Linked DNA regions of Zea mays: region 1 is linked to region 2. A link is a contact called in public Hi-C data. All regions are on one chromosome and are shown on one strand. The core of a region is the stretch at or near the end of the contact, and the rest is flanking DNA. Distances in the headings are between cores, read along the strand shown.

What was found. A called contact is a pair of places that touch in the nucleus more often than the background predicts.
Region 1: a Hi-C map of leaf shows a contact between it and region 2, with 3 times the contacts expected there. The contact joins the enhancer-like site here to the promoter of LOC100281285 in region 2. A contact is called at or near these places in 6 of 25 Hi-C or Micro-C datasets (endosperm, leaf and root tip).

Annotation. Positions count from the first base shown.
Region 1 is chr1:24,444,391-24,448,728 of Zm-B73-REFERENCE-NAM-5.0, reverse strand. No RefSeq gene overlaps it. Among protein-coding and RNA genes, the nearest start is that of LOC100502211, 8.1 kb to the left of the region's middle. Within about 2 kb of position 2,393, at least 20 of the 20 cell types and tissues checked have an H3K27ac peak or open chromatin away from gene starts, as enhancers often do. A contact at or near this core is called in endosperm, leaf and root tip, where this site is marked.
Region 2 is chr1:24,351,729-24,356,059 of Zm-B73-REFERENCE-NAM-5.0, reverse strand. LOC100281285 reads right to left here and starts at 2,215. Exons shown (of 1, transcript NM_001372495.1): 1 at 1,247-2,215. The coding sequence starts at 2,111. The coding sequence ends at 1,575.

The DNA.
Region 1 (4,338 bases), core at 1,144-3,643, 92 kb before region 2:
GCTTTTCTTAGGGAGGAGGACCACACACTTCACATCAGGTGTGAAAGGCAACTTCCTTGTATGTAAGCATGCATTTTTCTAGTAATTATTTACTATAGGAAATAATTAATTAAGGTAGAGACAATTACATAAAGCATGCATACAATTTAAACTTGTATAAATTTAGGGGAAAAATCATCCATATAAAATATAAGGAAAATTGCGTATAATAAATGGGGGTTTTGTTCACCTGTTGGACACATGCACCTTAAACTAGCCTATTTGATCAGGTCGGAAATAAGGCATCACGTCCACTCGTCCATGCGTGCATGCGGACATGCAAGATGGTGGGGCCCATGCGCACGGAAAAGAAGTACAGAGGAGGAAATGGTCCACGCCATCTCCCATCCGTTGGCTTGCTTCGTGCATGGCCACACATCGCGCATTGCACAAACATGCAGATTAGACCGTGGAAAACAGTCTCATTTTTATCCACCTGCATCGCCAGATCCCAGATAGACGATGATCCAGTCCAATAAAATAATTCGGACGGACCAAAGCACTTTTGCCTGGCCACAGATGCGCCCAGATCGCCGCCTTCCACGGACGCGTGGACTCCGTCACAGCCACGCTGGCAAGCCTCCGATACGGGCGCGACCATGACGAGGTGTGCCTCCATCACAGGCACAAACTCAGGCGCGACATGGAAGCCGTTGGCCGAGGCCGCAGTCGCAAGCACGAGGGCGCACGGGCTGGTGGCCTGCTGTGCGGAGTGAGACAACGCCTGCTGGACGGTGCATATGACGCGCGACCATCAAGACTATCGTCGGATATTGTTTTCTTCTTGCCGCATTGCCCGTAGTATTTTCACGACGATGCTTTGTTTACCGTCAACAAAAGTAAATCGTCCACCAGAGATTTCATACCACATTTCTTCATCAGCGAACGGAAACGAAGCCTGCCGCGTAGGACAGTTTGGCTAGGCCAAAAGACCTGCCAGCTTGACGAAGAGTTGATGCAGATCTGATCCCACAGCAACGTCGAGGTAGAGCGTGCTGATAACGTGTTGAGAACTACGTTACCACGGATCACCAGATCCGCTCCCTTCCCTCCCGTCAGCAGTAGAGGCGCGAGAAGCTGTAGAGAACCCGTCTCCCTTCCCATAAGCACGACAGAGGAAACACACGAGACACAGGATATATGGTTGGGCCTATGGCCTCTTTCTGATCTCTTCCATATGAGGGGTACATGTTCTATATATAGAGACGTGATTGCCCTCAGGGGCATATTCGGTATTTGCCCACATAACCTTTCATTAGGGTTTCTCAACAATTTTTACATGTCAATACTTGCAGTAGACCGGTTGTACGCCGTCCTTTCTTTGCCGGAGTTTGCGGGCACGTTGTTATGCCAGCTTGACTGACGAGTGAGCAGCATGGGCGGACATGCTGGGGGTACCGTAGCCTTGCCCTGGGCTCCGCAGGCAGTCCGCACAGCCTCTGCTGTTGCAACACGTCGTCACCGGCGAGAGCTCGCCCGGCCACGCCGTACGCCGGTCGATCGGCTGTCCCCTCGCCCTCGGCCCCTCCCTCCCATCAGCGCCAGCCACAACTGAGCGGCTGATGAGCTAGCTAGCTCATGGGCACCTTCTCCTCCCTCTGTACCAAAACATTCAACAGCTTGGATTCGGAACCTTCAGCTTGAACCTATCCTATCCTGGGCGGACAATAATGTGACCATCTCCGTTAACTCTTGCTGGGATAATAATAAAAAAAACCATTTCCCTAAAAAAATTCCCAGCACTAACTAGCACTTTGTGAAGCATTTCAATAGCAAAATAAGGGCCAGCCCAAAAGGGAGAGAAAACAGTCCAACGGCAGGGGGGGTGGTCGGAGCGTGATCCATCCCAACTCAGCGCTGCAATCTAGACTAGGATATATACCGGGCCGGACAGTATCCATCACGGGTGGGGAAGCGATGTTGCCCATGGGTCGCCTGGGCCCCCAGGAGCAATGAATCCCGCAACTAGAATAGAAAGGCCCGGCGCCTCGTCCGCTGCCCGACCGGCGACCGATCGAAAGCAACCAGCGAGCGCCTCGCCCCACTTTCCCCTCCGTCGGAGCGAAACGGGCAGGGCAGAGCAGAGCAGAGCAGTCGTCGCCGTGGCCGTGGATGCAACGCAGCACGGGCATCGTTGGCCGAGGCAGCGGAAAACTGCAGGGAGCAACGGTCTAGCTGCGTGAGGAAACTGCTCTCACCTTTGCTGGAAACGCGACGGGAACGCGCCGGACCGGGGCTCGCTCATTCAAGGCGTCCTGTTTGCCTGCCCTTTTCACGGTAGGTACCAGTCGGGGGTGCACCACCCCCGTCCCCGTTGGATGTTGCTGTTTTGGCCATCTCTTCCAAGCGGGCGCCCCCTGGATCTCAGTCAAGCGAGCACAGTCGTTGGCAGGAACGACGACCCTCGTCCTCTCCTGTCCTGTCCTATGTACTCTGCTGCTGCGCGTGACAGGTACGCGCGCGCATCGGCTCCGCTCGCTTGTCAGATCAGGCACGCCCGAAATGTTGAACGCATGCACTGCACGACGTCTTCCAAACCATGTATCTGCCTCTAGTATGCTCCAAGATGACACTTCCATTGCGCCAGGCTGAAACCCTCTGTTTCTGTTGCGCATTAATGTCGTTTGGAACAGCAGTTGCGTCGCCCCTGACGAGCGGCGGGCATTCATATCAGCCACGAACTATGGTTTAGGGGTGGCCTTTGGGATGTAAATTATGATAATTTTAGAGTATTGTTTGATTCCAGGAATGGGATAGTCTATTATCTTCTCATTCTTCGGTTTCTTGTTTGATTTGTGTAATCAAATAAGTTATCGATCACCACCAAATTTGTTGACATACTCATGATGCACCAACTCACCTAAAATAGATTGATTCTTCAAACCAAACACATTATTAGATATTAAATTGGTAGAGTATCGATCCTATGCTTTTTAAATTAAACAACATTATTATAAATACTAGTATAAGTATTGCTTGCACACTAAGTAGATTCAATAACATGAACATAGATTCAATAACATAAACACATTATTAGATATTAAATTGGTAGGAGTATCGATCCTATGCTTTTTAAATTGGATAGTGATATTTTATAGTTGTAGTGGGGTATAGGGGGGAATATATGGGGAACCGCTGCGAGAAATGAAAAAGTAGGGGATGAAATGTTGATGATGTGACGCAAAAAAGTGATATAGATAAAAAAAATTATGGGTAACCGTTGCGGACAGTCTGACAGGTTCTCTCGGTGGTGTCATCCGTTAAATCGTGCGATATGCATGTCTGAATGTATCAGCATCGCCTGTCATGTACATAGTTCAACCCATCCGCGAACAAGTTCTCTGAATCTATCACGAGTTAGGACAGGGAGCAGGCTTCTTCGTTGTTAACTCCGCGTAGCAACAGCAAACAGCAGCGGAAATGCGGAATGGAGTCTAGTATTGTCTAACGTCCTAATCAAGTCAAAGGGTTTCTGTTATGACAGTAAGTCTGAACGCATTACTACTTTACTATTACTAGCTTGTTAAGTTCTAGGCCATCTACAGCGGAACGTGTATATGAACATGCAAAATACGGTTTTATAATGTAGAATTGTAGATTACACTGTTTATATAGTGAAGTTTAAAATGAGGAGTAAGATAGTAAGTGTGATAAAAAGGTTGTCGAAAATAGTCTGGCTGTCTTTGATAGACCGTGCATATAGTGCGACATTTAGGGTATGTTAGAGACAGGCTAACCTAGCTCCATACATGCATACAGAAGAAAAACATCACAGCTATGTAGAAAGCATGCACAATAACTCTCCACTGGGAGCTTTGGGTCTCTTTGTTTCAGTTTTTTTCCTGAATCTTTTCTAAGAATCTAGTTGTGGGTACAAGTTGGTTGTAGGAGGAATTTGAGTATCATGAAGATTACGCGTGGAGAAATATAAAATGGTTCATAGGGTTTAGAATCTATAAAGTGACGAATTTCTACTCACACAACGACTCGGTAGATTTTATGTTCACGTTAATTTTAGACGCTTTTCATCAAAACGGTTCTCATAAAAACGGACTAAAAGGCTAGACATTTAACAGTCTGCTGCAGTTTATGACGACCAGAAGCTGGAAATAAGTTGAAACAAACCCCACCTTTAAAAGTGGGCAAACACTATAATAATGGCATTCAAAACGTATGGTCCTATGCGTGATTAAATCTAGGATCTTGCCGCCATCAGCATGTTGGTGGAAGGGTGGAGCTTTGCATTGCATCTAGACAAACCCGGACATGCATTCTGCAACGCCCTCGATCGCAGACAGG
Region 2 (4,331 bases), core at 966-3,465:
TGGAAACCAAAGAATTATTAGTACCCACCACAATTGTTGAAGGATCTACTTGACTCTTATAAAAGCTCATTAGCATGCTATAGGAGAAATATACGATCTTATTAGGAGTCGATGACGCTAGCATAGAGCAACTAGGTACAGTAGGTTCGTCATTAATCAGTTTCATAAAGAGCGACATTATGTTGAATAACAGTAAATTGATTAATAAAATTTGCCTCATGTTCTTCCATCCATTTTTGCATCAGCTTAACTTGATTCGAAGTAAACACATCAGAAGGAGGCTTGCATACAAATGGTGTTACCTTGGATCCAGAGGTAGATGGGAGCTCGGAGTTGTAAGTCTGGATACTGAGAGGCTTGTGTTGTTCAGCCACCTTACTTGAACGGCCCTTGAATCAGAAACTTGCTAGTGTAGCTGCCACATTAGAAGTGTTCTTCTTCTTTAACTCCTTGTGAAGCCTCTCTAGGAGCTTACCGATAGTAGTGGGATAGAGGATGTTCTCCTCATTGGACACGTCGGTAAGGTCCCTCTTCCCATTGTTAGATTGATCTCCATCCCGAACAGAGTCACTAAAAGTGCATTGACACCGAATTGAGATCTAAATCACACACCAGCAAGAGTAGCATTGCCCTAGGTTGCAATCAATCTATCCTACTCGGCAAGCAACTCTAACAGCTCCTTGGAGGACCCCATGGGGAGATGCATGGCTAGGGTTGACAATGCCACCTAGAACACCAATGAATCTCGATAGATGCAACAAACAACGTAACTGGAGGTTTAGGAAAAAAAAAGATAAAACTTGAGGTCAGGGCGGTTAGCGGGGTTGGGCACCGTTCTTTTTTTAATGCCTGACTACAAATTCTAAATATGTTTATAAAGACACCTTTTCAATGCTCTGACCATTTTCGGTCGTGAACACAACAGTGAACGTAAGAGTCGGTGCTGAGCGTATCGAACACATGGCCGGCCGACGAGAGCTCGCCGTCATGGCTGGATCATGCGTGCGTGCGTCCGTCCATGTACATCCATCCGTTCCCAGAGGCGGGCGAAGTCGACAGGCATGGAGCCAAACACGAAAGCAATGTCGACAGGCATGGGTGCACGCAACGCAAGCATCCCGCCGAAGCAGCAGCAACATGAGGAAGCAGTACAAGGCGCTTGCATCGAAACAGCAAGTCGCCAAGCGGGCGCGGACAAGCGTACTCAGCGGGTAAAGCAAAGCAAAGGAAGAAAGAATAAGCATTATTAGAATTTAATAAGCCTCTCCGGGTACAGCTTGAATTGATTGAAGAGCTCTTCCTTGCCTGTTGTTCGTCCGTGCTAATCAACAAAACCAAACCAATTAAAACGATTATGTTAAGCGGCGGCGGCCGTGAGACACGCAAACGAGCATTGCAGGTTGCAGCTAGCAGCAGCAAAGGCCAGGCGCCCAGGGCAGACAGCGTACGCCAAGGACGACGCGACGACATGGAAAGGACGAGCAGAGGAGCGACGAGAGCTGAATGCCATCGCGACACGTCGACGTACGGGCTCGCGGAGGAAGGACGACGGCTGAAGCTGAATGCCATTGCCATCACGACACGTCGACGGGCTTGCAGAGGAACAGCAGCGACGACGGCTGCTGCTGCTGTCTCCCGCGCGCACCCGCGCCGGCGCTGGGCCCCGCCGCTCCCCCGCCGCCGCCGAGGCGCTCGTAGCAGTCGATGGAGAAGAGCGAGAGCGAGAGGGAGAGCGACAGGTGGTGCGCCCGCGCCGCCTGGGCCTGGGCCTGCGCCAGCCGGTCGAGCGCCGGGCCGAGGCAGAGGCGGTAGAGGCGGCGGTACCCGCCGAGCGCGGCGACGACGGCGCGGGTGGCCGGGCCCGCGGCCGCCGCAGGTGGCGCGGGGCCGACGTGGCGGAGGCACAGCGCCTCCCAGACGGCGTCGCGGCGCGCCACGGCGGCCCACAGGCGGCACACGCAGGCGGCCGCGGCCAGCGAGCGCCCGTCCAGACGCGCCAGGATCTCGGCCAGGATGTCGGCGTTGTCGTTGATGTTGTAGCCGCCGCCGCCGCCGCCGTCAGGCAGCTGGATGCGCAGCTCCAGCTCCGTCACCTCGCCTGCGCCTCCCATCGCCGGCCGCTGTGTCCTCGGCACGTACGTAGTACGTGCAGAGGCAGGGGAGGTGACTGAGTGAGCAGCAACGAGCAAGGCACGCTCTGGAAGTGGAGTGGAGTGAGCGGCTGCGGGCGGAGAGCGTATATATAGGGAGACGGCGGGGTTTTGACTCTGTTTCTACGCGTCGCGTGTGTGGGGTGGGGCGCCCCCGAAAAGGCGATTAATAAAGAGAAAGCTACCAGGGTTCCAATGGCAGTCGCCGTGGAAGCTGAGAGCGAGCGAGTCGTCTGGCTAATTAATCGCCCCCGCCCATGTCAGACAGTCGGGGACACCGTCCGATATCCGTAATGAAAAAAAAAGGATCCAAAGGGTGAGATGGGGCCAAGCGGGCCGGGCCAAGGGGGCGTGGAGATGCGCGACGTACGTTGCGAGGGATTTCTTTCACGCTCGTTGCCGAGGAGGCTGAGCGGCGAGGTAGGGACCGAGAGGCACGAGCACGACCAAGCGCTGTTGGCTACTAGTAGTAGCCAAGTAGCCATAGCGCGTCCAGCCTCCAGCTGCGCCTCCCGGACCGGAATCGGGGTTGCGCCACCGTTCGCAAGCATGCGCGTGTGGCGACGCACCCGTGCCGTGCGCTGCCCCGCCATTTGTCATGACTCAAGGGGCACGCATACGAGTTCACGACGATGTCGTCCGAAATAAACCATGCACACGCGCGTCGACCTGTTTGTGCTTATCCGTTTCACCCGCTAATGATAATATAATAATGATGTGCTATTTTACCAAAGAATCGAAATCATCTCGAAAGCATTTTAGTAAATAAGTGTAAATTAATAATGTAGATTCGTTGTCGTAAACTTATATTAACTTATTTTTTTTAGAAATGTGTAAAGTTCGATTGTGTTTTTTTCTGTTTAAAATAAATCTGTCATTTCTGGAATGACGCATAACTCAGTGATATACCGCACACGTGGCACACCCCGTTGGAAATTCTGGTTTCTAGAACCAATATCTTCAAGTTACCTAATTGGGTGATGCGTGTGGTTGTGCATGCTTAATGCCTTTTTCTTCTTCCGTCCACTTCACACACCCCCTTTTTATTTGTACCGCATGATTGTTTTAGCCTTTTTGACTTGTTATATAGTCCATGTCTTCTCCCGTTCTCCGCAATGTCACGCGTCAGCTTTCCGCTAGTGGCGAAATCCAATGTTTTTTTTCGTTCCAGGTCTTAGTAAAAGTTACCACACTCTTTATATTTCTCATTATGGAGCTGATATTGTCTGAATAAATACACGAAGGTTTAATTTGGTTCCTTTGATCCATGTATTTGACATAGCGCGGGTGACAGCGTATTTGGGATACTAAGATATGTCATTGTTCATACCTCAAATGTTGTTAAGATACCTTCAAAGATCATGGTAAAAGAAATCATCCCAAGAGAGAAGGTGGAGACTGTTGGACCCATGCTCCCCAAAAGAATAAAACTACATCGATAATTTTGTCATGAAAACAACAATCTAAAACCCTAGGCCCTCGGTATCCCTAGGACACCCTCCTACACTTGAGTTCGATCAACTATCGTCGTACCAACAATAATCTAAAACTCTAGGCCCCATGACACTCGAGGCATCATGACACATATTATATTCTTAGCCGACCAGGACCCTCTACCATCCCTTGAATCTTTAAATTTATCTACTTTGGGTAGTTCAAATGTTCGAGACCTACCCCATAGGACCTGAGGCCTTCCAAGTGGACGAAGGAGCTCCTATAGCGGCTAAGTATGGAGACACCCGCAAGACAAAAGTAATGCAACTACCCTCACTAATAGCATAACTGCCCTCAGAGTTACAATATCATGTTCGATCTTTACTCCTAGCGGTCTTATGAGGTTAGCACTTCGGATGGGTGATATTACGGTCTTATAGGTGCACTTTTGCTATGACTTAGGCAACACACACTCAAGACCACTATTCGATATGTGTCATCGTCCCTATAGCCATGCATATGTGCATTAGTGTACTAGTAATTATTATCAAGTGCAAATTGCTATGTCGGAATCAACTATGTTATACCCGATGGCATGGACTCTGGTGTCCGTTGATATGACAAGACATATTGTGGGTGTTTTGACCCGAGGGTCCTAACCAACTAGTAAATTTGGCAGCGTGCCCTTGCCTTGGATGGTTGATGCAAGAAGACACACAAGATTTATCCTAGTTCGGGCAAGAGAAG